2 separate regions of the Mus musculus genome follow, and region 2 is linked to region 1. Evidence: chromatin contacts called from public Hi-C data. All regions are on one chromosome and are shown on one strand. The core of a region is the stretch at or near the end of the contact, and the rest is flanking DNA. Distances in the headings are between cores, read along the strand shown.

Region 1 (5,300 bases), core at 1,818-4,317:
CCACCCTCAGCTCAGGTCTAGGTTGGCCCTGGGCAAGGGTATACTCTATGTTGTAATAAGAAGCATGAATTCCAGACTCACTTGACCACATCTAGGAGAGATTTAGAGGCCGGTTCCTCATTTGTGCTTCTAGTTAGAGAATCTGAGGGGAAAAAAAATTGCAAAAGCCCCAAGGCCCAGTGCCAGAATGTTACTGCACCCCTGAAGGAACTAATGTTGAAATAAAGCCAGTTACATTGAAACCACAGACTTCTAGAGCCTGCAGTTCAGATCAGTAGATGAATGTGAACATCTATGGGCAGACCTTGAAGACAATATGGAAGGAGACTGCTACAAGTCTGAAACGTGTTGCTAGTTATCTTTGTACATCATGGTACTTACTTCATTACAAATGGTTTAAGGTTCCCGTGCTTGTCTGAGTGAGAAATGTCCCTATAGGCTCACCATTTGAACATTTGATCCCCAGTTGCTGGCAATGTTTGGGAAGGCTGTGGAGGAGGTGGAGCCTTGATGGAGGAAGTATGTCAGTAGGGGCAGATTTGAGGGTTGATAGCTTCGCTCTACATCCTGTTCTTTTCCCCTTCCCCCACTTTCTGCTTGTGGATGAAAATGTGATCAGCTAACTTCATGTTTCTACCACCATGCTTGCCTGCCACTCTTCCTTACCTGCCCTTCTATGGGACCCTGCATGTGTGTTGTACACATATATACACTCAGGCATGCCTACATACACATAAAATAATAGAATAATTCTTAATGTAACAAGAATATTCTCCCATGTGTTTTCCTTTATTAGCAAGTCTGGATTTCGGTATTTGGCCACACCCAGGTCATCTGAATGTCAAAGTTTCTGGGAAAGCAATCACTGGGGAGACATCCTTCTACCTAGGCAGAGGTGATACTGTTGGCATCCCTGTAAGGCCACATTTCTGGATAATGCTGAACCTCAAGGAAAGGAGAAATGTGACTCGGAAGGAAGTAAAATGTCACAGGACATTTAATTAGGAACAGAGAAGTCTCCATGCATGATGCTTAAAATAAGAAAGGACCAAGAAAAGGAGGCAGGGACAGTCACTTATAGGAAAGATGTAAAAAATGATATCTGGGGACTTTTGGGCCTGACTGAGGCTAGCATATCAGACAAATGAGGAGGGAAACAAAAGTCAGAATCCTTAGCATCTCGGGTGTGGGTGATGGGGGGTGGGGTAGGGAAGAGCACACAGAAGGCATAGAGAAGCCAAGCAGAGCTGCTTTGATTGACAGACGACCCAGTCCCCAGACCTCTGACCCATGGAGAGTCAGGCATCTCCGCAGCAGGCTTTGGTGCACAGAGCAGAGGTATGACTCACAAGTCCATGGAGGCTCAGCAGATGCTTGGGTGCCAGGGGCAGGGGTAGAGCACAGTGGAGAGTGATGGCTGATGAGAGTATGCAGCTCCCACACATCCAAGCGGTCCCTGAGGATACGCTCCTGTGTGTCCTCACTGTGTCACAGCTGCTATGATGAACCCCCTGGGTGCCCACCATAGCCGTAACCTCACTTTCTCAGCTGGTCTGAGCTTTGGGGACATATGGTTCTTGGTTCTTCCTTGTCTTCTAGTGGAAAAGGCTACTTAGCCTAAGGTCCACCTGCATCCAGGATAGCCTATATCCTGAAGACAGGTCTATCTGGAGATACTAAGGTCCAGATTCCTGCCTAGAGCAACAAAGAAGGTCACTCCAACATCAGAGCCCCCTGGGGGTGGGCAGACCCTCTGTCATAGGGCTCCCAGCCTATGCCCCCCTAATACATTGGTATCTCTCTAGTAAGTCTTCTGGTCTATGAATTTCACTCCAGATCTGCTCCTCAGAGAACTGACCTAAAGCATGGGGAGAGGGTGGGGGGTGGTTTGAGAAGCAAAGAGTCTCCAAGAAAACACGGGGATTTAAGAAAATACCACATATGCTTAAAGTCAACTTGTATAGATAATGACTATGTTCAGATTGCTAACAGTCAGCTATAAATAAAAGAGATCTGAAAACTGTTGACTTTGGCAAGGTAGTCATCTAGTTCTTCCTCTGGTGAAAGTAACTGGGGAGGGTGTGTGCGTGACGATGACTCGGAAGTTAAAAGTACAGACAGTTCTTGCAGAGGACCTGAGTTCAGCTCCCAGTACCCACACTGGGCAGTTCACAACTGCCTATAACTCCAGCTTCCAGAGATCTGATCTTCTCTTCTGGACTCTGCAGGCATCCATACTCATATGTATACACACCTATACATACGTATATATGTATATGTGTATATATGTACATATAATGCATATATATAATGTATATGCACATATGTTGTTTATATGTACATATGTATATTGTATATGTATATATATACATGTGTATATAAGCATAATAAAATAATATAAGATATATTAAAAGTAGCTCAGGTTGAAATGACTCTGTAAGACAGGAAGTAGGCTGATGGTTGTTATCTAGGGCTGATAAGTGTGTTGGGAGTAGTGAATGACTGACTGCAAAGGATGCTAGGAAATTTGGGGCATGATGGAGACATTCTGTATCCTGAGACACTGGTTAAATGGGCATAAGCATCAGTCAAACTTCATTAAACTAGACACTTAAAAACGGGTGCTTTTCAAGGTTGGAGAGATGGCTCCATGGGCAAGTTCCTTGCAGCATGTCTTAGTCAGGGTTTCTGTTGCTGTGATGAAACACCGTGACCAACAGCAACTTGAAGAGGAAGAGTTTGTTTTGGCTTCACTTCCACATCATGGTCCATCAGTGAGGGAAGTCAGGACATGAACTCAAATAGGACAGGAACCTTGAAACAGAAACTGAAGAAGAGGCGGCGGAAGAGTGTTTCTTACTGGCTGGCCCTTCATGGTTTGCTCAGCTTGCTTTCTTAGAGCTTCCAGGATCACCAGCCTAATGGTGGCCCCATGCCTAGGGGTGGCTTGGCCCTCCCACACCAATCACCCAGTCATCAATCAATCAATCAGTCAGGCATCAATCAATCAAGAAAATGCACCCTAGGCTTGCCTACAGGCAAATCTACTGTGGCCATTCTGAGTAGAAGTTCCCTCTTCCTAAATGACTCTAGCTTGTGTCAAGATGACATAAAACCAGCCAGCACACATGTAAAGACTTGAGTTTGATCTCCAGAACCTGCATAAAAAGCAAGGCATGGTAGTGCGTGTCTCTTACCCCAGGGCTAGGGAGGTCCATGTCCGGGGCTTGCTGGTCAGCCAGCCAGTCACATGATTGGTGAGCTCCAGGCCTACTGGTAAGAGATCCCATCTCAACAAGGTGCATGGCAATTGAGGAAGAACAACAATGTAGCTGACCTTTTAGGTTTTACATGCACTTGTGCACACACACATACATGCAGAAAGTCATACACTAATGGGCTATTTACAGTGTTTGTTATAATTTGAGTAAGTTAATTTTAATGAAAAAGAAAGAAAAAAACAAAGAAACAAAAAAGCAGTAGCCCAAAGGTAGGAAACCTAAGATTAAAATGTCACCTCTAGGTGACAGGGACCCAGTCTTTTATGTCTTGTGTCTCTGAATGGTATGTTTTTTTACTCACAAAGCTATGCCATGACTCAGAATGGCTACAAAAACTCTGGCCTTGTATCCTTATTGGAAGAAGAAAAAGGGAAAGGGGCTTAATCCCCTTCTAAAGAGATAGTAAATGCAAGGCACATACTTTAATCCCAAGCGGAAGCAGGCAGATCTCTATAAGCATGGTCTACATAGCCAGTTCCAGGCCAGCTAGAGCATGGGGAGGAGGAGTTGGTTGGGGGACAGGGAAGGAATGGCTATGTCTTCCTATAAGAAAAGATGGAAAATGAATGAGCTGTTAACTAGACTCTTTGCGGGTCTAAATAAACTCAGGATCCTGTCCCTGGGGCTTGGAGCTAGGTAGCTTAGAAATGGTCCAAGGTGAGTGAGGCTGAGATAAAATACAGGGTGGGAAGCTGGAGAGCTGCTCAGCACTGAGGAATGCTTGCTGCTTTTGCAAAGGGCTGGAGTTGTGTTCCCAGCACCCACAGTGGATAGCTCATGATAGCCTGTAACTCCACCTCCAGGAAAGCAGGCACCTTCTTCAGGCCTCAGAACCAACTGCACTCAACATGCACATACTCATATACAGACAGATATATATATACACACACACACATACATACACTTAATACTCATATACAGACAGAGATACACACACACACACACACACACACACACACACTTAAAAGTAAACTAAGGCTAAGGGACAGGGCTGAAGAGATGGCTCAATGGGTAATAATACTTGTTGCTCTTGCAGAAGACTTGGGTTTAGCTTCTAGAACTCACCTATAATTATTTTTAGTTTCCAGACACTCATACACATTCATGCATATTAAATAAATAAATACATACATACATACATACATACATACATACTAATAAAATAAGGGGCTGGAGAGACAGATCAGAGGTTAAGAGCACCGACTGTTCTTCCAAAAGACCTGGGCTTAATTCTTAAACTACATGGGGACTCACAACCATCTGTAACTCCAGTTCCAGGGGACCCAACACCCTCTTCTGGCCTCTGATGCTATTGCATGTATATGGTACATGAACATCTATACAGGCAAAACACTCATATGCGTAAAATACAAAATAATAAAAATAATTATAAAAATAAATAAAACACATAAAAGTAAAATAAATATAGTTTGACTATCCCTAATCCAAAAGTGAAAAACTCCAAATGCTCCAGAATTCAAAAGCTTGGTGTACCAACATGATGTTACAGTAGAAAATTCCACACTGAAGCCTGCCACATGCAGGACAAGCTAAGTCAAAACACAGCCTACTAACAATACTGGATAAAATTACTTCAGGCTACATGTATCAGGTATAGAAAACACAAATACATGTCTTTGGTTTAGACTTGGTTTCCAAATCCAATAAATATATATAGTTTTTTTGTTGTTTGTTTTCAAGATAGAGTTTCTCTGGGTAGCCCTGGCTGTCTTGGAACTCATTCTGTAGACCAGGCTGGCCTCGAACTCAGAGATCTGCCTGCTCTGTGTCCCAAGAGCAAAGACTAAAGGTGTGCTCCAAATCCAGGTTATATAATTAATGGGTATGCAAAATTTCCCAAATCTGAAAAATGTTCCAAAATTCAGAACACTTCTGGTCCAAAACATTTTGGATCAGAATGTCCAACTTAGGTAGTGTGTGTGTGTGCGCGCGCGCACGTGTGTGTGTGTGTGTGTGTGTGTGTGTGTGTGTGTGTGTAAAAGAGAAGGCACTAGGAGA
Region 2 (5,741 bases), core at 1,798-4,297, 36 kb before region 1:
CAAGGGTTGCAAGGAAATGAAATAAAAAAAAAAAAGTAAAGACCCAGCATAGCAGCTCCAGCCTTAGACCCTGGTGTCAGTGATGCCCCATTATCCTCTGTATTTTATTATTAAGGGTGAGGAATACACAAGGATTGCAGACATAGAGATGCAAAAGGAGGCAGCCTCCTTCGTGCTTGAGAATCAGATGTTCATCACAGCCACAGAAGAGACCCAGCTGCATATGACACAAGGAGAAGGGGAAATAATGCTTACAAAGCAGCATGTACCACCACCCCACAACCCTGCGACCCCATGACCACATGACCACACCCTATCACCCCCCACCCTACCCCATGACCCCACCTCCCTACTGCCCCCCAACCCCCCAGAACCCTCGATCACAGTGTCAACACTTACAAGACATAGAAACATCACTGAGTGCACCTTTCAGGAAAAAGACAAACACAATTATATCTAACACATAGACACAATGTTTCCCTTCAGGTTCTACATGTGTAGCAAGGAGACAAAACCCCATGTGTGAGCCTCTGACCTCCCTGGGCACAGGGCTTGCTGAGGAAGGAGAGTGAGCCAGGGAGCCTGCTCTGCTGGACAGTACTGGTCTCCACGGTACACTAAACAAGAATAAACCGAGGAGGAGGCACTGGTTTTGGCTGAAGCACACGCGCACATGTTTATATAATGTTCAGGTGCCCATGGAGGCTGGGTGACAGTGAGACGGTTTTATTCCTTTACAGCTGGGAGCAGCTTGAGGACACGAGTCCTATGTGCTCTGCTTCCAGAGAGCAGAACTCCTTAAATGGACAGACACAAATGGAGAGAGACACCTCGGCATGCTAATAGGGTCGAACAGGGCAATGATGAGAATTTGTAAAAACCGCATTTGTGTGTGTATTGATGTATATGTGTGTGTATGGGTACACACACCAAAGCACATGTGTGGAAGCCAGAGGACAACGTGAGGGAGTTAGTTCTTTCTTTATACCATGTGCTGTTCAGGGACCAAACTCAGGTTGTCGTACTCACAGGGAAGTGTCTTTATCTGCAGAGCCATCTTGCTGGCCATGGAGAAGGAGGGCCCTTTCGGGGGGTGGGGGTGGGGGGCTTTGCTTTCCTGTATTTTCTAGTCTTACCAAAATATGCAAGTTTGTGTGTAAAAACGGAATTAAATTTTTTTCTTCAAAAATCAAAACCAAGACCATGGTGGTGGTGAATTCTAGACCTAGGGGAGAAGAGGCAGGCAGATCTCTATAAGTTTAAGGCTAGCCTAGTCTATCTACATAGTAAGTTCCAGGCTGGCCAGAGTTATACAGTAAGACACTGTGTCAAAAAAATAAAAATGAAATAAAATCAAAACCAAAATGGCCAAGGTTGACCACCAGAACATATGGGCTTCAAGAGTGTGTGCTAAGAAATTCTCAACAGGAAAGCTGGGGCAGAGGTGAGAACAGGGCCTTGAGCACAGAAGCCACTGAACACAGGAAGCTCCCATTCTGGGTATATGGCCATGTGATGAACAGGAAGTCCCTGACCTGGATGTGTGGGCACAGGAGAAGCCATGTCCCAGTGCTGGCTCCCTTGACCTGAAACAGGCTAACTACCCCTCCCTAGAAAGCTCTTAGGAACCGGGGTGAGAGAGACACAAACCTCTGTCTCTGAGCTCAGGTACTGGCCAACCCTCTAGACTGATGATTTTCTTCACAGAGGAATCAGTCAATTTTAAAATGAGAAAATTCAGTCTACTATTCACAGTGCTCAGAAGGCTGAAGGAAGACCACGGACAGAGGCTAAGAGCAGGCTGGGCCTCTTACAACAGAGCTCAGGCAAGGACTAGCCCAAATAGTCCCCACATCCTGTGACCCTACAAACTCCCTCACAGCCCCTGGCTGAGATGCCTTCCTTGGCCACACCAGGCTTCTCTAAGCCATCATTGGCTGGGCCATAACCTGCCCCACTCCACCCACTCTGGCCTGCTAGCCTAGGGCTAGCAAGAACCTGCTGAATTAGTTGAACAACTCGACTCCACTCTATCTGATGACCTACCATTCACATTCACTCAAGTTCCTCACCCCTAACCTCCAGGGGTAGAGGGCTTGACTTGGTTATCTTCCATCTAAAGACCGACACAGGGAGAGACAGAGAGAGACAAGACACACAGGCACACACACACAACCACAGTCTGTCTCTGTTTCCCTCTCTCCCCTTTTCTTTGTCTCTCATTCCCTCGCTCTCTTTCCCTAGCCCATATCTTTGTATTGGAAGTTACACTAATCTCTCTCTCTCTTTCTCTCACACACACACACACACACATATACACACACACACACACACACAATGGAGATGACTCCTACCTACTGCAGTTGTCTCTTTTGAGGTGTAAACAAGTATCAGACCATTTTTCCTTTAGACAAAAACCTGGTGTCTTCAGGGTTTCTACTGCTGTGAAGAGACACCATGACTACAGCAACTCTTATAAAGGAGAGCATTTAATTGGGGCTTGCTTACAGTTTCAGACATTTAGTCCATTGCCACCATGGTGGGAAGGATGGCAGGCAGTGTGCAGGCAGACATAGTGCTAGAGAGGTAGCTGAGAGTTTTACATATTGATCTGCAGGTAGCAGGAAGTGACGATGACACTCTGGGCCCGGCTTAAGCATCTGAGACCTCAAAGCCCATCCCCAGTGACATACTTCCTTTAACAAGGCCACACCTCCTAAGAGTGCCACTCCCTATGAACCTATAGGGACCATTTTCTTTTAAATCATAACACTCAGGAGTTCCAGGGCCACAGCCTTACCCTTATCTCCCACCCCCTTTAGGGGGAAGCTTAGTGAAAAAAAGTTGGGGGGCCCAACATGGTCTTGCTGAGAAATACTGAGGGTGGGCATGGGGTGGCAGCTAGAGTTGAGAGAGGCCCCAAGAACATAAGACACCTCTTGGGGAGACACTGGCTGAGGACACTTAAATGGAAGGGAAGACAGTGGAGGCTCTGCCCCAACTCACTGTCATCTCCAAGAGTCACTTCCCCTCTGGGAACCACTGTGTCATCTTCTTCTGTCAAGGCAGGAAGGGTGGGGTTTGATAAGCAGGTCCAGCATTGAGTTCACAGAATGTCACTTCTGCTTCAGCATCTGTGGCTGAGGAACCCCGCGCCTGTTCTTAGAGTAGGACACAGTCCTTTGTACTGACACATGTAGGGCAAGGTAAAGGCCCCTTAAGTCTCTGCTGAATCCAGCCTTTTCCAGACCTGTACTGTTGGGGATGCTCCTTGTTTCGCATCAGACTCAGTCTCCCTCAGGCCTGTGGGAAGGATGGAGGCATCACAGGCTTCTTATTGGTGTCCTTCCTGATGCCAGGGAACAGGGCAGCATCTTGCTCCCAGCATCTGCTACTTCCATGTAGCTTGAGAGTGGATTCATGTGTTATTCTACCCCAAAGCCATGTCTGACTCCTCTTAGTGTGGCCCTTATCCACAGGGCTGAAGTGAGGAGTCAGTCCAAGGCCTAGCCAGAGCCCCAAAGCAGTAATGTGGCTCTTACCTGGCCCTCTACAGAGTTTCTGTTCTGGTAATTGTCGGGAGGCCAGCGCCAGGGACATCTCCCTGTCACAGGCCCTGGTCCCTCCCACATACCAGGTTCTTTGCTTGTCGATCATATCTCGAATGGCTCTCAAGGTTGTCACAGACCCAAGGCCACCCAACATGACCTAGGAATTCTTGAGCACATCCAAAATTATAAAGAATGGGTGCAGGTTTCAAGAACAATGGGTTAGACATGGAAGGGTCTAGAGGCTGTCCTGCTTAGTGTTCTCCACACTAAAGCTAAAGGTTTGTTTGTTTTGAACGAGACAGGGGCTCCTATAGCTCAGGTTAGCCTTGAACTCTCTACACGGCCAGGGATGACCTTGAACTTCTGATCAGCATGCCTCGACCTTTAATGCTGGGCTTTAACTACAGACACGCTCCAGCACAACTAGGTTTATATGATACTGAAGATCACCTGCAGGGCTTCATGCATGCCAGGCAAGCCTTCTAGCAGCTGAGTTCCATCCCCAGTCTGGGCTAAGGCCTGTATAATTAAACCTTCCTAAAATGTTAATAAAACACACACTGAGGTTCACAGCATGGACAGAGCCAATGAGCCCACTCAAATGAGCTGGTCCTCTGCAGCTCATCTGGGGTTGAGCATCAGTGTGATAATCCCACCCATGGCCACATTTCCAGGTCCATAGAAGACTACAAAGAATTTGTTAGGAGGAGGTAGGGAGCTGAGGGATGCCCTGAAGTCCTAAGAGGCAAATGAACCACCCTGAACAGAGGCAAAGCATCCAGGCTGATACACACATGGGAAGTCTCCAGGAACCCAAGTCCAGCACAGGGATACCAGCCAGTCTCAGAGTAGTGACTGGACTTTGCAGACAACTCTCCAAAGAGCGTTCTGAGGACTGTGTGCCACACGCAGGGCTGGAGAACAGCACTGGAGGCGACAGGAGGAAAAAGGGATATCCCTTGTCCCAAGAGAATAAAATAAGCTGTGACAGCAAGGGACAGGGAAGAGGGAAGTTTCCAGAAGCTGCTGATATGATACTCTGCAGGTGGTGAGATGAGAGGCTACACTTAACATACAAACTGCTCAGCCATGGGCAGCCAGTGGCTGGCCAAGCCAGGCATGGGCTGGGGACTCTGCATTTCCACAGAGACAGGCAGTTCTGTGTTTGGAGAACAGTGGCTTAGCCGGCATTAGTGGTGGGCAGGAAGCTAATTCCTAGAGAGAACAAGACAGGTATCCAAAAGAAGCCCAAGAAGAATTCCCTTCCTCAGGGTTAATGTTGGCTGATGCTTATTTAGGCAAACTATCACTTCCATGTGTAACAGGCTAAACTGAGCTCCCACACGTCAAGGTAATTTGCATAATTAGGTCTCCCAAACCACTTCATTGCCCGGGTGACCTACCATCTTGAATGGAGAACGTTTGGGTAGGAAAGTAACCCAAATCTTGCTATGGTGTTGAGAGCTCTCCAGGGAATGAGAGCCAGTAAAATACAAAGAGACCTATAGAGAGATGATGAGGGACTGGTCCTCATGGTTATGGAGGCTGAGATGTCCAACATCCTGCTGTCTGTAAGATGGAGCTCAGGGAGATCAGTTGGTGGGGGTTCTAGGCCAAGAACGAGGAGCATGGTGACCAAAGCGAAGAGATGGTGTCCACTCTCCCTCCTGGGTGATGACTCATTTTCATTGTCAGTTTGACTGAATTTAGAATCACCATGGAGACTGGGTGTATCTCTGAGGATGCTTCCAGAGAGGTTTAACTGAGACAGGAAGACCCACTCCTGACTGTGAGCACCGTCATCCCACTGGCTACAGTACACATCTAAATAAAAGGACATAAGCTGAGCACAAAACAAACCAACTGACCCCACCACCACCCAGTCTCTTTTTCTCCTTCCTGATTGGACGCAATGTGACCAGCTACTTCAAGGTTCTGAATTCCCCATCATGATGAATTGTACCCTCAAACTGTGAGCCCAAAGAAACCCTTTAGTAAGTTGCTTTGTCATATCAATAAAAATAACCAATACATTTTGTTGATGCATCTACTCAGACCCTCAAGTGACAATACAATACTTACCCACATTGGGGAACCTATTGGTCTAAATGCTAGCCTTTGCTCCCATGCTAATCTCTTCCAGAAGCACACAGCAATGACACTTTACTACCTACCTAGACATCCCCTCAG

The links. A called contact is a pair of places that touch in the nucleus more often than the background predicts.
Region 2: a Hi-C map of erythroblasts shows a contact between it and region 1, with 2.0 times the contacts expected there. The contact joins two enhancer-like sites. A contact is called at or near these places in 13 of 39 promoter capture datasets (the 3T3-L1 cell line, 3T3-L1-derived adipocytes, the C10 cell line and 9 more), 1 of 15 datasets of contacts at CTCF or cohesin (embryonic stem cells), 9 of 484 Hi-C or Micro-C datasets (ECoMG-derived neutrophils, bone marrow-derived macrophages, conventional dendritic cells and 6 more), 6 of 115 datasets of contacts at active chromatin or transcription factors (CD8 T cells, double positive thymocytes, embryonic stem cells and 1 more) and 3 of 9 other capture datasets (adipose tissue, liver and pancreatic islet).

The regions. Positions count from the first base shown.
Region 1 is chr12:17,677,213-17,682,512 of GRCm38.p6, reverse strand. No RefSeq gene overlaps it. Among named protein-coding and RNA genes, the nearest start is that of Gm29864, 5.2 kb to the right of the region's middle. Within about 2 kb of position 3,067, at least 30 of the 459 cell types and tissues checked have an H3K27ac peak or open chromatin away from gene starts, as enhancers often do. A contact at or near this core is called in adipose tissue, bone marrow-derived macrophages, conventional type 1 dendritic cells and 2 more, where this site is marked.
Region 2 is chr12:17,713,222-17,718,962 of GRCm38.p6, reverse strand. The region is part of intron 1 of Hpcal1 (hippocalcin-like 1); the gene reads right to left. Gm40842 (a long non-coding RNA gene) reads right to left here. Exons shown (of 3, transcript XR_001780564.2): 2 at 400-5,375; 3 at 1-217. Among named protein-coding and RNA genes, the nearest start is that of Gm40842, 4.7 kb to the right of the region's middle. Within about 2 kb of position 3,047, at least 88 of the 459 cell types and tissues checked have an H3K27ac peak or open chromatin away from gene starts, as enhancers often do. A contact at or near this core is called in adipose tissue, bone marrow-derived macrophages, conventional type 1 dendritic cells and 2 more, where this site is marked.